Linked DNA regions of Mus musculus: all the other regions are linked to region 1. The links are chromatin contacts, called in public ChIA-PET and HiChIP or PLAC-seq maps. All regions are on one chromosome and are shown on one strand. The core of a region is the stretch at or near the end of the contact, and the rest is flanking DNA. Distances in the headings are between cores, read along the strand shown. Region 1 overlaps Dleu2 (deleted in lymphocytic leukemia, 2). Region 2 has its middle 12 kb from the start of Gm41171. Region 3 has its middle 26 kb from the start of 4930556J02Rik. Region 4 has its middle 15 kb from the start of Gm41171. Region 5 has its middle 30 kb from the start of Gm35247. Region 6 has its middle 6.0 kb from the start of Gm35247.

What was found. ChIA-PET counts read pairs in DNA pulled down with a chosen protein or histone mark. HiChIP or PLAC-seq counts read pairs in DNA pulled down with a chosen protein or histone mark.
Region 2: a contact with region 1 is called in an H3K27ac HiChIP or PLAC-seq map of microglia, with 5 times the contacts expected there. The contact joins two enhancer-like sites. A contact is called at or near these places in 2 of 39 promoter capture datasets (hippocampal neurons and liver), 3 of 484 Hi-C or Micro-C datasets (cerebral cortex, nephron progenitors and uterus) and 7 of 115 datasets of contacts at active chromatin or transcription factors (the SCID.adh cell line, bone marrow-derived macrophages, a colorectal cancer cell line and 4 more).
Region 3: an RNA polymerase II ChIA-PET map of memory CD8 T cells shows a contact between it and region 1, with 24 read pairs. The contact joins two enhancer-like sites. A contact is called at or near these places in 2 of 39 promoter capture datasets (liver and stem cell-derived epiblast-like cells) and 5 of 115 datasets of contacts at active chromatin or transcription factors (CD8 T cells, bone marrow-derived macrophages, embryonic stem cells and 1 more).
Region 4: a contact with region 1 is called in an H3K4me3 HiChIP or PLAC-seq map of bone marrow-derived macrophages, with 6 times the contacts expected there. The contact joins two enhancer-like sites. A contact is called at or near these places in 15 of 484 Hi-C or Micro-C datasets (CD4 T cells, the G1E-ER4 cell line, bone marrow-derived macrophages and 10 more) and 14 of 115 datasets of contacts at active chromatin or transcription factors (CD8 T cells, the SCID.adh cell line, T-cell acute lymphoblastic leukemia and 8 more).
Region 5: a contact with region 1 is called in an RNA polymerase II ChIA-PET map of memory CD8 T cells, with 238 read pairs. The contact joins two enhancer-like sites. A contact is called at or near these places in 2 of 39 promoter capture datasets (both in liver), 4 of 484 Hi-C or Micro-C datasets (CD8 T cells, embryonic stem cells and trophoblast stem cells) and 8 of 115 datasets of contacts at active chromatin or transcription factors (the SCID.adh cell line, bone marrow-derived macrophages, embryonic stem cells and 2 more).
Region 6: an H3K4me3 HiChIP or PLAC-seq map of microglia shows a contact between it and region 1, with 4 times the contacts expected there. The contact joins two enhancer-like sites. A contact is called at or near these places in 1 of 484 Hi-C or Micro-C datasets (nephron progenitors) and 7 of 115 datasets of contacts at active chromatin or transcription factors (CD8 T cells, the SCID.adh cell line, bone marrow-derived macrophages and 4 more).

What each region holds. Positions count from the first base shown.
Region 1 is chr14:61,647,030-61,649,729 of GRCm38.p6, reverse strand. The region is part of intron 1 of Dleu2 (deleted in lymphocytic leukemia, 2); the gene reads left to right. Among named protein-coding and RNA genes, the nearest start is that of Mir15a, 16 kb to the right of the region's middle. Within about 2 kb of position 1,344, at least 436 of the 459 cell types and tissues checked have an H3K27ac peak or open chromatin away from gene starts, as enhancers often do. A contact at or near this core is called in CD8 T cells, acute myeloid leukemia, bone marrow-derived dendritic cells and 6 more, where this site is marked.
Region 2 is chr14:61,832,955-61,835,795 of GRCm38.p6, reverse strand. No RefSeq gene overlaps it. Among named protein-coding and RNA genes, the nearest start is that of Gm41171, 12 kb to the left of the region's middle. Within about 2 kb of position 1,350, at least 30 of the 459 cell types and tissues checked have an H3K27ac peak or open chromatin away from gene starts, as enhancers often do. A contact at or near this core is called in bone marrow-derived macrophages and microglia, where this site is marked.
Region 3 is chr14:61,517,602-61,520,345 of GRCm38.p6, reverse strand. No RefSeq gene overlaps it. Among named protein-coding and RNA genes, the nearest start is that of 4930556J02Rik, 26 kb to the right of the region's middle. Within about 2 kb of position 1,440, at least 82 of the 459 cell types and tissues checked have an H3K27ac peak or open chromatin away from gene starts, as enhancers often do. A contact at or near this core is called in CD8 T cells, bone marrow-derived macrophages and memory CD8 T cells, where this site is marked.
Region 4 is chr14:61,860,141-61,862,901 of GRCm38.p6, reverse strand. No RefSeq gene overlaps it. Among named protein-coding and RNA genes, the nearest start is that of Gm41171, 15 kb to the right of the region's middle. Within about 2 kb of position 1,406, at least 83 of the 459 cell types and tissues checked have an H3K27ac peak or open chromatin away from gene starts, as enhancers often do. A contact at or near this core is called in acute myeloid leukemia, bone marrow-derived dendritic cells, bone marrow-derived macrophages and 3 more, where this site is marked.
Region 5 is chr14:61,786,580-61,789,300 of GRCm38.p6, reverse strand. No RefSeq gene overlaps it. Among named protein-coding and RNA genes, the nearest start is that of Gm35247, 30 kb to the left of the region's middle. Within about 2 kb of position 1,335, at least 31 of the 459 cell types and tissues checked have an H3K27ac peak or open chromatin away from gene starts, as enhancers often do. A contact at or near this core is called in CD8 T cells and memory CD8 T cells, where this site is marked.
Region 6 is chr14:61,810,420-61,813,119 of GRCm38.p6, reverse strand. No RefSeq gene overlaps it. Among named protein-coding and RNA genes, the nearest start is that of Gm35247, 6.0 kb to the left of the region's middle. Within about 2 kb of position 1,364, at least 7 of the 459 cell types and tissues checked have an H3K27ac peak or open chromatin away from gene starts, as enhancers often do. A contact at or near this core is called in microglia, where this site is marked.

The DNA of each region.
Region 1 (2,700 bases), core at 95-2,594:
CGGCAGAATTTATAATCGGAACATCAGGTTTCAATAGCCATAAAACAAAAATAATACCTACTTCATAGAGGTGTTGTGGGCAGTGAGACACCTGATCCACAAAGCGTTTGATAACAATGCGTACCACATTATCAGTACCCAGTGGCTCTTACAACTTTTTCGGGGCTTCATACAACGGGAAACCTATCTGGTGAGTCCATAATTTACTCTAGCACTATTTTTTTTTTCTTTTGGAAAAGTACCCTAGTGACGTCCAAAAGATTGTACATCTTCGGCTCCAATCCAGAACCGAAAGCTCCGTCTCCAGTTCAGAATCCAAAGGCTTGTGCATGGTGGGCTGGTCGCACACCTCGAGGTCTGGGGTGGAGGGAAACGTCGGGGTGTGACAGCCGCCCGCTGGTCGTGTGATTGAACCGTAAAATTCCTACCTCGTGAGATGGTTCTAGGCTTAGGTGTGACAGATCTGGGAGGCGCTGGCGGAGGGCGAGAGCACGACAGCGATACGCGGTTTTAAGTTCCTGAGCGGCCACCCAGGGCTCGAAGGCGCACTCGGTGGCTTGGAGTTTAGTTAAAAGCGGTTTTTGTCTTGTTTTTACGAAACTCTTAAGATAGTCCCTGATTTGTTTCATCACTAGTGTGTCACCGGAGTAGTGTCCGAAAGCTGACCACCTCCACTGCCGCACAGGGGCCACGCAGGCACACACAGGAGCGCAAGACACAGCGGGGACTGGAACCGAGGAAGTAGAGAGCCTTGCGCCACGACGATCCTGCGCATGTGCCGGGGGAGAGGGAGGTAGAAGTTTCCGCATGCGCAGCAGGGTCGCGCGGGGGTGGGTGGGGGGAGGCAGGGACAGCTGTGGAGCCGGCCCGCGTTCCCGGCATGCCCCGGGGCGGCGGGGTTGGCTCTAACGAATTTGAATGAGGAGTCTCAGCGCTTTCGGCGCCATTTTCGAGTGATGCCTGATCTCATCAATCTAGCGGGAGGGAAGGGATAACCTGTCCGAGCCTAGCGCGACGCTAGGATCACGCCGGAAAATCCCCCAAAAATCATCAAAAAAATTAACTTAGAGCAGAGGGCAGTCGGTGGGGCTTCGCCAGATGCGGCGCAGTCGGTAAGAGCCTCAAGTAGCGAAGCGGGTCTCGAGAGGTGGCAGCGATGGGACCGGAGGACCGTGAGGGGAGCAGGGACCGGACTCGGGGTCTGCCCTCACTTTCGCGGCAGAAGCTCCCCCAGGGGATCCGGTTGCTGTAAGTTGGGTGTCCTCGGATGGGCGGCGTCCGGCCGCGCTCGGGTGGCGGGAGCGCGGAGCTGGGGGAGGGGAGGCGCGGTTTGAGCGGGACACGGCCGAGCGGCCGCCGCCCGACCTGTCAGCGCGAGCGGCCGGGGAGCTAGGCCGGCGCGGCAGGGTCGCCCGCGACAGGCGCCCGCCCGCCCTCCCCGGTGTGCACGGCGGTCCGGGCGCAGGCCGTCTCCTGCCGGGAAACTTGGGTCGCGGGAGAGACGGCTGCCCGCGGCCCCCGAGGTGCGCTGCGGAGTGCGGGGAAGAAACGACGCCGGCCGGGCCGGTCCCGGGCCGGATCCCGACCCCGGGCGCGGCGGATGGATGGATGGCCGCATCCAGCTGGGTCATTTTGTCGTTGCTCTCCCGGCGGTCCCCTCTCTCGCTCGAGGGGGAGGGGTGTCGGGGTGAAGGGAAGGACGGGGCTGCGAGCTTGCGATTTCCTGGCGTCGGGCTCTTAGAAGACTTTTTCCTTCTCCGGTCCTTGAATCGCAGCGTCTCAAGGAAAAGTAGCGTGAAACTTGGTGTCTCCTGCCGACAAGCCTTTGCACCTACGATTTAACGGTCATTTTGCAGTCCTCAACTTTCCTTGGGTACTCCTGACGCTGAGGCGGAAGAAAGCGGAGTTGTCTTTCCTTTGGGGGGGGGGTTTCTTTCTTTCTTTCTTTCTTTCTTTTTTTTCTTCGTTGGCTGTTGGCTTTTTGTCAACCCAGAGTCGACAGCTCTTGAATGAGCCAGTGACAGCTTTGACTTTAGGTAATGCTCGCTAGGTACTAGTCTTTGTGAAGAGTCCACGTTAAACTCTTGTGTCGCTTTCCTCCCTCAGCACCCCTAGATTAACCCTTAGCTCATGGGACGTTCTGCGGGAGGGTCGCACGGACCTGCCTTAGTGATCCTCTGCGGATGCTTTTGCTGCAGCTTCTCGGTTATTCGCCGAGGACTCAGGCTTCAGGAGACCCTCGGTGACTTGCTAGTCAGAGCAGGCCCCCTACAGAGCTTTCTCCCTCTGGAATTTTATCAGAACCCTGGATTTGGTGTGTGTCTGTGAAAACTGGGGGACCCGCCCTCATTTAGATCCCTTCCAGAAGAGTAGGAGCGCAATGTGATGTTTTTCAAATTGAGTCTAACGGAGCTCCCAAACGCCGGGCTTCTTACCCACTGATTGGCTGGAAGGAAGCGGGACTGGGGGGTTTGAATGTTGATCCCAGAGCTGATAATTCTTGACCTACGAAAAACTGTGTTTAGACAGAGAACTATTCAAATAAATACAAAATGTAAAATCGGAGTTTTTTTTTTAAGTTAGTACATAATAGAGTTGTTTCTTCCGTAAAAGCCTTTCAGATGGTTCTGAAATATATATATTTAAATGTAAAACTAAAGAGGCTGTTTTCAGAAAACTGTATTTCTGCTGTTGGAGTTA
Region 2 (2,841 bases), core at 101-2,600, 190 kb before region 1:
TTTTTTTTGTTGTAGTGGTTGTGCTCGGTTGTGTAACATTAGCCATATTTCTTTGCTGATGTTTTTTCTTACACACACACACTGCTTCTTCCTGCTTGGGGGAGGGCTAGGGAAACTTCTTGGACCTTAACACCACCTGGAAGGAACAGGGAAGCCAGCTGAGTGCTCATGATGGAGACAAGCCCACTCTGCTCTGGGAGGCAGAGGGGTGTGGGGGAACAGTCCTGAGGTCAGTACAGGTTTTCAAATAAATAAAAGAAGCCTTACCGCTGTAAAACTTAACTTTGGTTGTTACTGTTTACAGTCACAAAATATAAATACCTTGATTTTTCTTTCTGTTTTTGGCATCAGAAGGAAAAAAATAAAAAGGAAGGATGGAAGGAAGGAAAGAAGAAAGAGAAAAAGAGAAAGAGAGGAAAGAAAGAAAGAAAGAAAGAAAGAAAGAAAGAAAGAAAGAAAGAAAGAAAGAAAGAAAGAAAGAAAGAAAGAAAGAAAGGAAGGAAGGAAGGAAGGAAGGAAGGAAAGGAAGGAAGGAAGGAAGGAAGGAAGGAAAGAAAGAAAGAAAGAAAGAAAGAAAGAAAGAAAGAAAGAAAGAAAGAAAGTTAGTTAAAGGGTGGGGTACCTGAAATCCTACCAGAAACAGAGTTGCTTCTTCCAACAGGGCCCTACCTCCCAAGGTTCCACCATCTCCCCACAGGTCACTTAACCTGTGAATCCATCAATGGTTTAAACCATTGCTTAGTTTGGAGGCCTCTCAAACCAATTGTCTCTAGAAGGGTCCTCACAGACATACCTAGAAGTTGTGTTGTTGATCTCCTAGATATCTCTTAATACAATCATGCTTACAGTCAACACTGAGTACCACAGCTCCCAAACACCCCCAAAAGGACCTGCTGGTGGGTGGCAGGATTCCGAGCAGCCTCATTTATACCCTACAGCTCAGTGCACTTTTCTTGGTGTAAGGAGTGTGAGCAAAACTAATTCAAATAACCTGACTGAAGATGGTTGCACAGACAGACAGAAAGCCACAATGAGCAAGCAGTGTTTACTCTCAAGGGAGGATAGGGCAGTTCCCTTTTCCTTAAGATGGTTAAAAGAAAAAAAAAAAAAAAGATTTCTGCAGATCAGCCAAAGCCATAAGTACTGGCTGGAGGGTGGTCCTTTCTTTCCTACCCTCCTCCAGCATCTATCTGGTCTCGGGGACCTCCCACCACGGACAGTGTGGAGGGTGGTTCTCTCTTTCCTAGCCTCTCCCATCAGCTATCTGTTTCCAGAAAGACCTCCCACCATGGACAGTGCCGCACCCAGAGACCACTGAACTGCGGAATTCCTCTGCCTTCTGGCCAGCATAAGCCTGCACTGTACATTCAGGAAGTGCGAACCCGCCAAAGTCGGAGACTAGCAGTCTGACACTGTGGGTGGAGAGGACCACTGTGAGACAGTATGACTCTGGGGTAGCACTTTTTAGGAGTTATTGAAAATGCCATGGCAGGTGTCAACCAAACCCACAGGCTGAAAGTTAGTTCATTCCCACCGTCTTTCAACAGAGGTCTCCTGCCTCTCAGAAGGGATAGCAACAGCACGGACACTCGAGACGCCAAAACCGCTCTCTCCAAATGATTAACCACCCACATTCCTCAGTGATTCTTGTTTTTGGCAACTTTTGCCTCTGTGATTATTTCTCTCACCTGGAAATCCCACTGCTGTGTGGAAAAGGAGAAACACGTTCTGCTGGCTAATCCTCATGGCTTCCTTCATCCCTGGAGATCTCAATAGACTAGGTGGGCTGGCTAGTGAGCCCCAAAGCTCCCCCTGTCACTGCTTCTGCAGTGCTCAGATTACAGATGCGTACCACCGTGCCCAACTTCTTTACGTGGGTTCTGTGTGAGGAGCCGGTGTGGCGGCAGTCCCAAGAAGGCGCCAGGGCCTGCAGCTAAGTCTTATGACTTGCACCTGACTTCCTCACCTGAATATAAGCCACAACCATCATGAGAGCTGCGCAGGTGTACCAGGATACTGGTGAATCCATTTTGGTGGAGATATGCCCCTGCTGCCCTGATTAGCTAAAGCTGCGAACCTGGTGAGGTGACGTGGCCTGCTGTGAGTGGATGGGGACTGAGAGTATATAAGAGTGAGAGACCCGGGGTTCAGGGGAGATATAAATGAAGAGAAAGATGAAGACTGAAGTTTGCTGAATAAACCGCTGTTAGAAGGACTGGTGGTCGTGTCGTTCTTGCTGGTCGAGAGCGGACGCGATAGTTCTGGACCTTGAACTCCCATCCTGATACTTACAAGTTCTTCAGCCACTGACTGTCTCCTCGGCTTTCAGTTCTCATCCTTGAACTCTTTCTCTACATCTTCCTGACCTGGAGGCCAGGTAGAAGCCCTCCAGAACTCATGGATAGGGTTTTCTGTCAACATTGCTTGCATTACCTACTGAAACTCTTTCCTGTATGAAACATAAACAAAATCCCACCACTATTTACTGTTTCTCATGAGAATGGTTGGGACCATTCCATCCCAATGGTTGGGACTTCAGGTAAAAATACAGTACTAGGCATCATTTAAAGCCAACTAATTTACTCAAATGAGTAATCAAATGAGTAATGAGTTTGCCATGCTTTGGGGCGGTAGTGGTATTTTTTCCATCTTAGTAATATAAAGATAGTTTATACCTTCATCTATGGGTCAGTTTCAGATCTCAGAAGTTCTTGGCTCCCATATTAACAACTGGATTAACAATGTGGATGATGGTTGACAGTTAAAGTTTCAAGAACAGGATAGACAGAGGCTAACTAATAATTCAAACTCAATAATATATAATTTAATAAACTCCAGCCT
Region 3 (2,744 bases), core at 191-2,690, 130 kb after region 1:
TCCATAGGGGCTGGACAGTGTTGGTGCACGCCTTTAATCCCAGCACTTGGGAGGCAGAGGCTGGCGGATTTCTGAGTTCGAGGCCAGCCTGGTTTACAGAGTGAGTTCCAGGACAGCCAGGGCTACACAGAGAAACCCTGTCTCACCCCCCACCCCCCAAAAAAGAACACCATAGGGACCTCATCCCCACTGGGCAGCCCTTTCTGAGCAGGGTATCTTGGATATGTGGGGAAAGGGTGTTAGGTTGGCCCACAGTGCTGTTGTTGGTTGTCAGCCATGATGCATAGAGCCAAAAATTAACCCATGCATGAGGGTTAGAAAACACATGTCTGTGATAAATTCCAAGTAGAAATAAATGTTCACAAAAGTTAATAGTCTCACATATTCTCATTTATACACTCTCACATATTCTCATGTATACATGTACATTCTCATACGCACACACATATATGCACATATGTGTATATGTATGTATGTATAATCTGCACTATATGGATATATTCCAGGGAACCATAACTAAGGGAACCCTGTGATGGGTAATCTTGATCATCACTTATATTGGATTAAACCAACATAATTATCAAATATGCCTGTGGGCCTGTCTGTGAGACCATATTTACAGACAGCTAGAGCATAAGGGTTCTGAGCAAAATCAGGGATTAACTACTTGATGGATTCATAACATGGCAGCATTCTTAGAAAACAGTAGAGGCAGGAATGAGGTCTAGCCAGAAGAACAGGACCTCTAGGGGCGTGTCCGTCTTAGGGTTTCATGACTGTGAACAGACACCATGACCAAGACAACTCTCATAAAGGGAAACATTTAATGGGTCTGGCTCAGAATTTCAGAGGTTCAATCCATTATCATCATGGCAGGAAACATGGCAGTGTGCAGACAGGCATGGTACTGGAGAAGCCCAGAGTTCTACATCTTTATCCAAAGGTAGCCTGGAGAGAGGACTCTCTTCACAGGCAGCTGAAAGAAGTTCTTATCCCCACTGGGTAGAGCTTGAACATAGGACCTCAAAACCCACCCCATAGTGACTCACTTCCTCCAAAAAGTCTACACCTACTCCAACAAGGACACACCACGTCCTTGGGCACTGCACAGCCACTTTTCATGGGCAAGCACATTCAAACCACCAGTGTCCTCGGGGCTCTTTCTTACTCTGGCCCCTTCCTACATTCCTCTCTCCTGCCTTCTAGCAGCCGCAGTGGGAGCCACTGCAAACGTCCCATCACCATCACCATCACCATCACTATCACCACACGCACACACACACACACACACACACACACACACACACACTCGCTGTCGGGAAAGCATGATCACAGTAAAGCCGTCTTCCTCTTGTTTCTGCCAACTGTGTGGTCACAGGGATGAGCAGGGTGAGTAACACAATCCTCCCCCAGATGAACGTCCCTGCTTCAAAATCTCCCATGACCACTCCACCACCACCCAACACAAGAGGAAGTAAGGCAGGAAAGCTGGGGCAGACACAGCCATTTGCTGCTTGTGGCTAAGTCTTATTTTTGTACATTTTTACCCAGACATGTGACCTGTGGTTATGTTGACAGAGTGCTCACAGACCTGAAAAGGCCTGGGTGAGCAATGGCTGCAGAGTCTCAGACTCATGAGACTTCAGTCATCAATCAGAGGAATAAAAAAGTTTAATAAGCCGGGCATGGTGGTGCATGCCTTTAATCCCAGCACTTGGGAGGCAGAGGCAGGTGGATTTCTGAGTTCAAGGCCAGCCTGGTCTACAAAGTGAGTTCCAGAACAGCCAGGGCTATACAGAGCAACCCTGTCTCGAAAAACCAAAAAGAAAGAAAGGAGGAAAGAAAAGAAAAGAAAAGAAGAGAAGAGAAGAGAAGAGAAGAGAAGAGAAGAGAAAAGAAAAGAAAAGAAAAGAGAAAAAAGAAAAGAAAATAAAAGAAAAAAAAGTTTAATAAACTGGAAGGGTGAATGGGCGACCTCTCCATTAAAATTCTCACAGAGACGTGCTTCAGTGGCCTTCGCAGAGTCAGCCCATGGAGGAGAGGGTCCCGCAAATACATTTGCTTTGGGTGACATTAGCTACTTTAAACATCAACCACCTGTGAGGTTATTGCCACAGCTGCTGAACCTGAATTTCATCCGTTCCAGGCTTCACCCAATTGATAGGAAATTCCAAAGGCTGAAGAAGACACCCCTCACCCTCCACCCCCAGCCAGAGAGGAAGGACCAGATCTGCAGACTCCCGTCCCCAGGAGTCTGGCACAACACATCTCCACGAGCAAGGCAAAACAGCTAAACAGAGACAAGAGATGCAGAAGCAGAGTCCCAGGCGACTGAGAGTCTATAGCTCTGCCGTGACAGCGCTTATTCCAGCCTCCATGTCTACAGCTCTGCCGTGACAGCGCTTATTCCAGCCTCCATGTCTATAGCTCTGCCATGACAGCGCTTATTCCAGCCTCCATGTCTACAGCTCTGCCGTGACAGCGCTTATTCCAGCCTCCATGTCTATAGCTCTGCCGTGACAGCGCTTATTCCAGCCTCCATGTCTACAGCTCTGCCGTGACAGCGCTTATTCCAGCCTCCATGTCTACAAGCTCTGCCGTGACAGCGCTTATTCCAGCCTCCATGTCTACAGCTCTGCCGTGACAGCGCTTATTCCAGCCTCCATGTCTACAGCTCTGCCGTGACAGCGCTTATTCCAGCCTCCATGTCTACAGCTCTGCCGTGACAGCACTTATTCCAGCCT
Region 4 (2,761 bases), core at 157-2,656, 210 kb before region 1:
GGTGACCTAAGACCATTGGAAAACAAAGATATTTACATTACAACTCATAACAGTAGAAAATTATAGTTATAAAATAGCAACGAAAATAATTTTATGGTTGGAGGTCACCATAACATGAAGAACTGTATTAAAGGGTCTCAGAATTAGGGAAGCTGAGAGAACCACTGCTCTAAATGTACCTTGAAGTTTAAGTGTATAAAGGACTATACAATAAACCTTCCCTCATATTATTTCCTAGAGAAATAATAAATGTTCAAAGACAAAATAGAATTATCAATTTATTTGTGAGATTACAGGCAGATACATAAAAGAGTTAAGAGTGTTCCCTGGAGAAATACATTCTCTTTATTAAGGTCCTTTTCTGGCCATGAATTTGTTTCCCATGCACTTAGCCAACATTCAGAGATTTCAGGACAGTGATAGCCCCTGCAGAGGGATTACTGCCCACAGGCTGAGAGGACAAACCATAGATCTCCTCATGCTGCCATGCCCGAGGTCAGAAGTCTTCAGTATTGTACACAAAGCTGGAAATTTCCAAATAGTCTAAGAAAACGCAAACCATTGCAGACAGTTTTCCCCCATTATTTATGATGCGGCCCACGATAAGATGGAGATGTTCTGAGCCTGAGATGCTCTGTGTAATCAAGACAAAGTTAATGGCTTGTTTGAGGAGTCGGATTCTAGTCTTGCCTGAAGGGGTCATTTTCAAGCTCCCGTTCCTTGACAGGGTTAAGCTGCTCATGGATTCCTTGGATACAGTTACAAAGGGTCAGTACAATACAGACCCAATCTTTAATGCTCCAAGATAAGAATGAGCTGGGGGTATAGATCTCTCTGTCTTGCCTCCTTCATTTTTTTCTGCCTCTATAGATGGCTGAAATGCAATGATTTCAGTAGATTGAAGCTACACAGCTGGGCCAGCAGCACCAAACCACCTTAGCTGCTTGTGAATTTGAAGCAAGGTTTCAAGTATTGAGTCATGAGGCATTTGGCCATCACTTTTAGCATGCCTGCACTTGGGCTCTTGAAGTGTCTTTGGGCTCAGGAAACAGTGGCGGATGGCGATGCTGGTGACTGAGGCAAGACTTAAGCAGACTCTGTGCCCTGCTGCCAAGGAGCCTTGAACAAACACCTGGTGCAGCAGGATCCTCCTCTGAAGCCTTCACAGTGCAGCAGGCGGGAGCTAACCGTGATGGCCTTTCTAGCTACCATCAGCTCAATTGTTATAAAAGCAGGAAGTGCGGGTCCTAGAAAAGAGCAAGTTCCTATTTTCACAAGATTTCTCAAACTGTTTCGAAATTTCAAAGCACCAAGCCATTGCTTAAAACTAGAACACAGAGCTGTGGCAGCTGTAAGAGTCTTGAGAGATCATCGATTCTAGAAGATCTTTTGACGGAGAAGGAAGTGAGGCCTTCACAGGGGAAGTAGCTGTACAGACCTGAGGGAAAGAGATTGGGCTCCTCACTTCCCTCTAAGCTGTGTGTATGCTGCCTCCTCTCTGTGGATTCTAAGTCAATCTATCAATACTAGGCCAAAGGTGGGATGAACAGATTCTCCATCTAGCTCTCTTCCACATCTGTTCCTGTCTAGCTCACATGTAGATATCCCACACTTCTCAAGCATTACTAATAAGCTCATGGCCTTCTTAATGAATTGTCCAAACTAAGATAACATATTCCATCCCTTTCTTTGGTTTTTGGAACAAACTCAATTATTTGAGATGGCATGAGGGCATCCCTTTATGAGAAGGGAGTGGATTGTGACAGGCGAGAAGAAACACTAGGTTGGACATGGCTTCATTGCATCTTCCAAGGGTTCATGGTAAACCTTAGTCCTCAGCACTGCCATGTTAAAGAGTAATGAGACCTTTAAGAGATGGGACCTCAAAGGAGATCGTTAGATCTTTCGGAGCATACTTAGGCACAAGGTAGCTGTTCCTAGGGCACCCTGGCAAGTTCTTATCAAAGGTTATAAATTATGAGATTCATCTGCCGCTCACTCTGACTTCCTGTTTTGTCATATAGTTGTGGCTTTTCTTCTATGGTCCTTCCATGACATCATCCACAGTGAAGCAGTGGGGTCAGAAGGTCCCATCAGAGCAGACTTCAAGCTTTGTCCTCTCAGACATCAAAATCGAAAACTAAATACCCTTCCTTCCTTCTTTCCTTCTTTCCTTCTTTCCTTCTTTCCTTCTTTCCTTCTTTCCTTCTTTCCTTCTTTCCTTCTTTCCTTCTTTCCTTCTTTCCTTCTTTCCTTCTTTCCTTCTTTCCTTCTTTCCTTCTTTCCTTCTTTCCTTCCTTCCTTCCTTCCTTCCTTCCTTCCTTCCTTCCTTCCTTTCTTGAGAGAGGGTCTCACCATGTAGCCCAAACTGGCCTAAAGCACTGAGACTTCTCTGCTTCTGTCTCCTGAATACTAGATTTCCACTCACTATATCCAGCCACTATATCCAGCTAACCCCATAGGACAAAGGAGGAAGTAGGATCTGAAGAGTAAACACAGGGCAACCAACCATTTTTTTAAATGAATTATAGAGAAAAATAAATTAAGGTCATGAGGGTCTCAGAAAACGCAATGTTTGCCACTAAAGCTGTTGGCTCTCTCAGTCCATCGCACAATCTTCCACAGCTAGCCTCAGAAGTAAATCTTATCAATGCTGACATCCTCAAAACCATAGCTAAATAAAGTCACAGACTTAAGCATAAATTAACAATTGGCTAGATGAGGCCAGGAGGTGCCTGAATTCACTGAGAGGCTAGCCAGA
Region 5 (2,721 bases), core at 86-2,585, 140 kb before region 1:
ATTCTGATTGGTGAAGACACAATAAACAAGTCAGCTAATGAATACACAAGAGGGAAGTAAGCGCTAGGCAGACAAGTAAGATGCGATGATGTAACAGTCCGACAAGAGGGAAAGTGGGCTGGGCACAGTGCCATGGGGTGGGGAGGAGCGGTCTCCAAGAGGACGTGCCCTAGAGAACCAGGCATGCGCATTCACATGAGAAGATGTAAGGAGATGGTCCAGCCGTTGTTGTTCAAGCGCGTGTATGACAACATACAGACTGATGTCTGTATGTCCACATGACTCCAACAGCAGCAGGAGAGACCAGTCAGGGGCTGTTCTAAAGAACTGGCTTCTACTACGCTGAGCTGAGCTGCCTCCATATGATGATTTTTGCCCCGTGGCTTTGCTTCCTCAGAACTCTAACAATACGCAGTTGCTACCCTGCTCCTACCTCCTTTCCGTAAGATGAAACAAAAGTAATAACCGCTGAGACCCCTGGTAATCAAAGGTGCTTCCTGGACCATGGCAAATGGGAAAGGGCTGTGAGGGCACGGTAACGGCCATAAACAGGCGGAACCCAAAGTGACTGCATACATCATCAGAGACTCTTTGGGGAAAGCCAGTGGTGGGATATTGGGACTGATTTGAGGTCTCAAACACTGACAGAGTTGGAAGCAACACAAAACTCACAAAGTCATCCTGCTTTGGGGATGTTAAAAGGAAACACTTGTTTGGAAACAATTTTCAAGTGTGAAAAGAATAGGAATTTCCATGGAATCTGGGAGCAGCCCGACCACACAGCTGAAGTTGAAAGATGTGTCACTTGGGGGAACTGAGGTCTGGCTGCTAGCAGCACTCATGATGCTCGGGCACCCAACTGAGAAACCCTGACCTGTGATGCAGTAAGCCAATGACTCCACCCAGAGTAAAGCAGGCTCCTAAACACCTCCCAGTCTTGTTTCTCTTCTCTGCCTTGCCCCAGCATTCCATCTTCAAGAACCATACACCTTGAGTTTCTTTCCACATCACTTCTTCCTTCTCCACTGGTAAGTTCAAGTTCACAGAAAATGTGAAGTGGTTCCTGTGGTACCCTCTCTAACTGCTCCCCAGGTTAGGTTAGAATCAACAGACCAAAGGCTCCCGAAGCAGGTCTTACCCGCTATACATTTGAGAGTGTTGATGTGAATGAACACTTAGCTTTATTGGCCTCTTCTGGGTGGTTTAGTAAAATTAGGCTCCTTCGCGGGCAGTCATATACTGCTATAGCTTGTCTTCCAGGAAGCTCTTTCTACTGCTGCCTACAGCTCCAGAAGTAAACCCTTAAAAGGTGCCTTCTCAGGAAACGTGCAGTCACCCCCCACAGCCTACCATCCTGCTTGCACCTGAGGTGACAGTGACAAATGCACACTGTATAACACTGAGCTGTAAAAGGCAGACTCCCAAGACAGGAAGCAGAAATACACATGGGAACCCCCAGCTGCAGAGAATTGGGGTGCTTTCCTGTTCTCAAGCCTCCATCTCCCGCTTTTGTTTTCTTAGTCTGAAAGGACAAATTTCTCCTCTGCTCTCACTGGGACTCCTCATAATGGATTTAACAGGACCGCTGCCTACAGAAGGATTGTGGTTTTGCTCAAAGCTAAGGCCACTTTGTGTTCAGAGCATTTTATTTATTTTGGGGAGGGGGGCAATGTTCAAGACAGGGTTGTGCTATGTAACAGCCCTGGGTGTCCTGAAACTTATTTGTAGACCAGCCTGGCCTGGAACTCACAGAAATCCACCTGCCTCTGCCTCTGACTCTTGAGTTCTAGGACTAAAGGTGTGCATCACCACACCTGGCATGACTTTAGAGCATTTAGAATGATAAACTTAACTGTATCTTGAAAAGGAAGCGGACATGAACTTGAAAATTGTTCTTATGATAATAACAATGGGTATTTTTAGGCAATTTACTAAGGTTAATAATAATAAACAACAATACTGTCATAAAATTATTTTAAGTCAGGCTTACAGTGTTTAACTCTTGATGTACTCTTAGTTAGATATAAATATGATATTTCAGATAACCATCAAAAATTCAACTTTTCTACTGCAGTAGAATAATATATGCTCATTCATATGATATGATACATGCAAAAGATTGATGTGTAAATAGATACACCATAGAAAGGTTTAAAGCTTAAGACATGCGTTTTCACCTAAACTTCTCATCTTCTTCTCAGCATCACTGAGGGTCCTGTCATGTGCAGAAGACGCTGCTCTGCTCTAGTCTCCCAACCCCTGGCTCTTACGACTTCCCACTTCCTCTTCTGTGATGCTCCCTGAGTCTTGGAGACAGGGTACAGTGTAGATGTCCCATTTGTGACTGAGCACCTCACTGATACTCTCTGTACCTGGACCAGTAGTGACTCTCTGCATTAACCATGCCCACTGTGCAAAGCAACTTCTCTAATGAGGTCTCCACTAATATACAGATGTAGACATATAAATATAGAGAATAGCTCCATACTGTCCATTTAGCAGATCAATAGTAAACAGATTCACCTCCTGAAGCCTGTGACTCACTCACCCAACCATTGGTTCCTTTACAGAACCAGGCAAGTGTTTTGCCCTTTGGAACAGGCCTTAAGTCCAACCACGAAGCAGTTGGTTACTCCTGTGACCTGCCTGCCTCTACCGCACCCATAGGTATGTCTTGCCCCCCTGGTCATTATTGCTGTCCACAGGGTTTACAGCACAGTA
Region 6 (2,700 bases), core at 115-2,614, 160 kb before region 1:
ATTTGAACCCAAGTCCTTTGAAGGAACACTCAGTGCTCTTAACTGCTGAGCATCTGTTCATCCCCAAACTGAGGGAATGGCTAAGCATAGCATTGGCTGGCCCAACCTGAGACCCATGCCATGAGAGAGAGCCCACCCCTGACATACTTAATGATACTCTGCTATACTTGCAGACAGGTTCCTAGCATAACTGTCATCTGAGAAACTTCACCAAGTAACTGATGGAAACAGATGCAGAGACCCATAGCCAAACATTAGGCAGAGCTTGGGGAATCCTGTGGACCATGGGGAAGAAGGATTAAAAGGGCCAGAGAGATCAAGAACTCCACAAGACCTACAGAAACAACTAACCTGGGCCCATAAAGTCCCACAGAGACTAAACGGTCAACTAGATAGCATGAGTGGGACAGACCTAGGCTCTCCACACATGTGCAACAGCTGAGCAGCGTGGTCTTCATGTGGGGCTCCTAACAGCCTGAGCAGGGACTGTCTCTGCCTCTGGGTTCCTTTCCCCTAACTGGGCTGCCTAGTCTAGCCTCAATAGGAAAAGATGCACCTAGTCCTACTGCAGCTTGACTAGCCAAGGCTGGTTGATAGCCATGGGAGGACTCCCCTTTTCTGAGGAGAGAGGGAGGACTGGAGGATGGAGAGATGGGAGGGAAGAGGAGAAAACTGGGAGAAGAGGAGGGAGGGGAGACTGTGATCAGGATGTAAAGTGAGTTAATTAATTTTCTAAAAAGTGACAACTAAAGCCACTAGAGAATTTATAAAGAAAAGGAAGAACAGGCCAGTACCAGCCACTCAGCACACACACAAACTCACGAGCGCACCCCAAAGTTATGATGGTAGTATGTGAGAGTCTTTAGTGCTAGAAGACAGTGTCGTCTCTTCCTCACCCCACTCCCACCTCAGGCCTCAAGTCAGACTCTGAGGCTGTGTCAAAACACCTGTGACCTACCTTAAACCAAGACAAAAGTCACACACTCATCAGCAGCAGCATCATCATCAACAGCAGCAGCATCCCAGAGACCCACATCTCAATTACCTAGTGTCTGAGTTCCCTTCTCAGTTGAACCTTTCCTCCCAACCCCTAGTCCTCTCTCAGCCTGCAGTGACCCCGTGGATCTCAAGAGCACTGTAGAAGCACAGTATCTGTCCCGGACACACTTCGAGAATGGCTGGAATGTTCCCGGAGGGAACCACGAGGCAGGTGAAGGGTGTCATTGTAACAAATACCTGAAATCATCAACTTAGGGAAAACATAAGCTGATTTGAGGCTCACATATTTAGAGGTTCCAAGACATAACAACTGGCCTCTTTGCCTTTGGGCCCATGGCAAGGAGCCACATCCTGCCAGCGAGCCCATGGTGAAACAAAGCTAGTTCCTGATAGCCAGAAACTAACAGAGAAAAGAAAAGGGATTTCGGTCTCATAACCCTTTCCTAGGACTTAAAAATCTCATGGTAGACCTCATCTTACGACATTTTCAGCATCTCCTAAGGGCTCCTAAGGGCACCACAGTGGAGATCCAGTCTTCACCAAGCCAGTCTGCAGCTCAAGCCACAGCAGGTGGGAGACAGCCATTGGTAACGGATTTCCAGTCTGCCACTGCCTGTGCCCAGAAACCTCCTTGCACTCAGCATGTGACCAAACCTCATCTCTACTCCCCATTAAATAAATGAGAATTTTGACCATTTAACAAAGGACAAACTATAGGCTGGGGACACTGTTAGGAAGCTGACATGGCTCATTTCAAACATTGCTTACAAGCCAAAGGTTAGCCTAGACGCAAGGAGCTGCGGAGAGTGGTGGTGTTGAAAAGTGTGTTTGATTCAGTGCTGCTTTGGATGTTCAGAACTCTGAGAGCGCTAACTGGGGAACCCAGCATCCATCAGCCAGCCTGGTCTTGAAGCACTAACTGGGGAAGGATTGGCAGCCAATGTTATTACCTCACTGAGGGAAAAAAAAAATCCCTCAGAAAGGCAGTGAAAACTGAGGCAGGCAGAAGGTCTTCGCAAAAGTGTGGGCTGCAAACCCATCTGGGACCAGAGAAATGACCAGCTCCAGATGTGCACAAGGACTACTTTCTCCTGGAAAAGAAACATCCAAGCATATCAATTCTCCTCCGCTACGCACGCAGCTCCCCTCTCCCTTAAAAGCAACAAATCCACCAAGCATTTTCTGCTAAACTGGAAGGCAGAAGTAGGAGCTGCCAGCCCGATAAATGTTTAGGCTTGAATATGGGCTCTACAGAAAATCTTCTTGCTCTTTTCCTCTAGGGGGGACCTTATCTAGGCTTTAAAAGAATTCCATTTGATTAAACTATGGTTGAAGCAAGATAGATCTACAGCAGGCAGCATAGTTTTCTATCAACACAGAATCAGCAATGAAAGAGTGTCTGGGCACGTTGTAAATCCATTAGAATAAGCTAACGGCTCTGCTAACATGCTCAAAATAATACGTGCTTGTCATAAATGTAATTAAATAATTCAGTGGAAAATTAAATGTTGAAACAATTACCCATATGGCTTAGAGCATTATGAAAATATTATGGAAAAGAAAAATGGAAGCTATATTCCTAGTACATGGGGGTTTTCGGTCCTTGGCTTTTATTCTCGTTCCTGCCTAATGAAAGGAAAGATAAAACAGTACTTATGAAGGGCCTTGTGTGTGAGAGTAAATGTTTTCACATATATCATT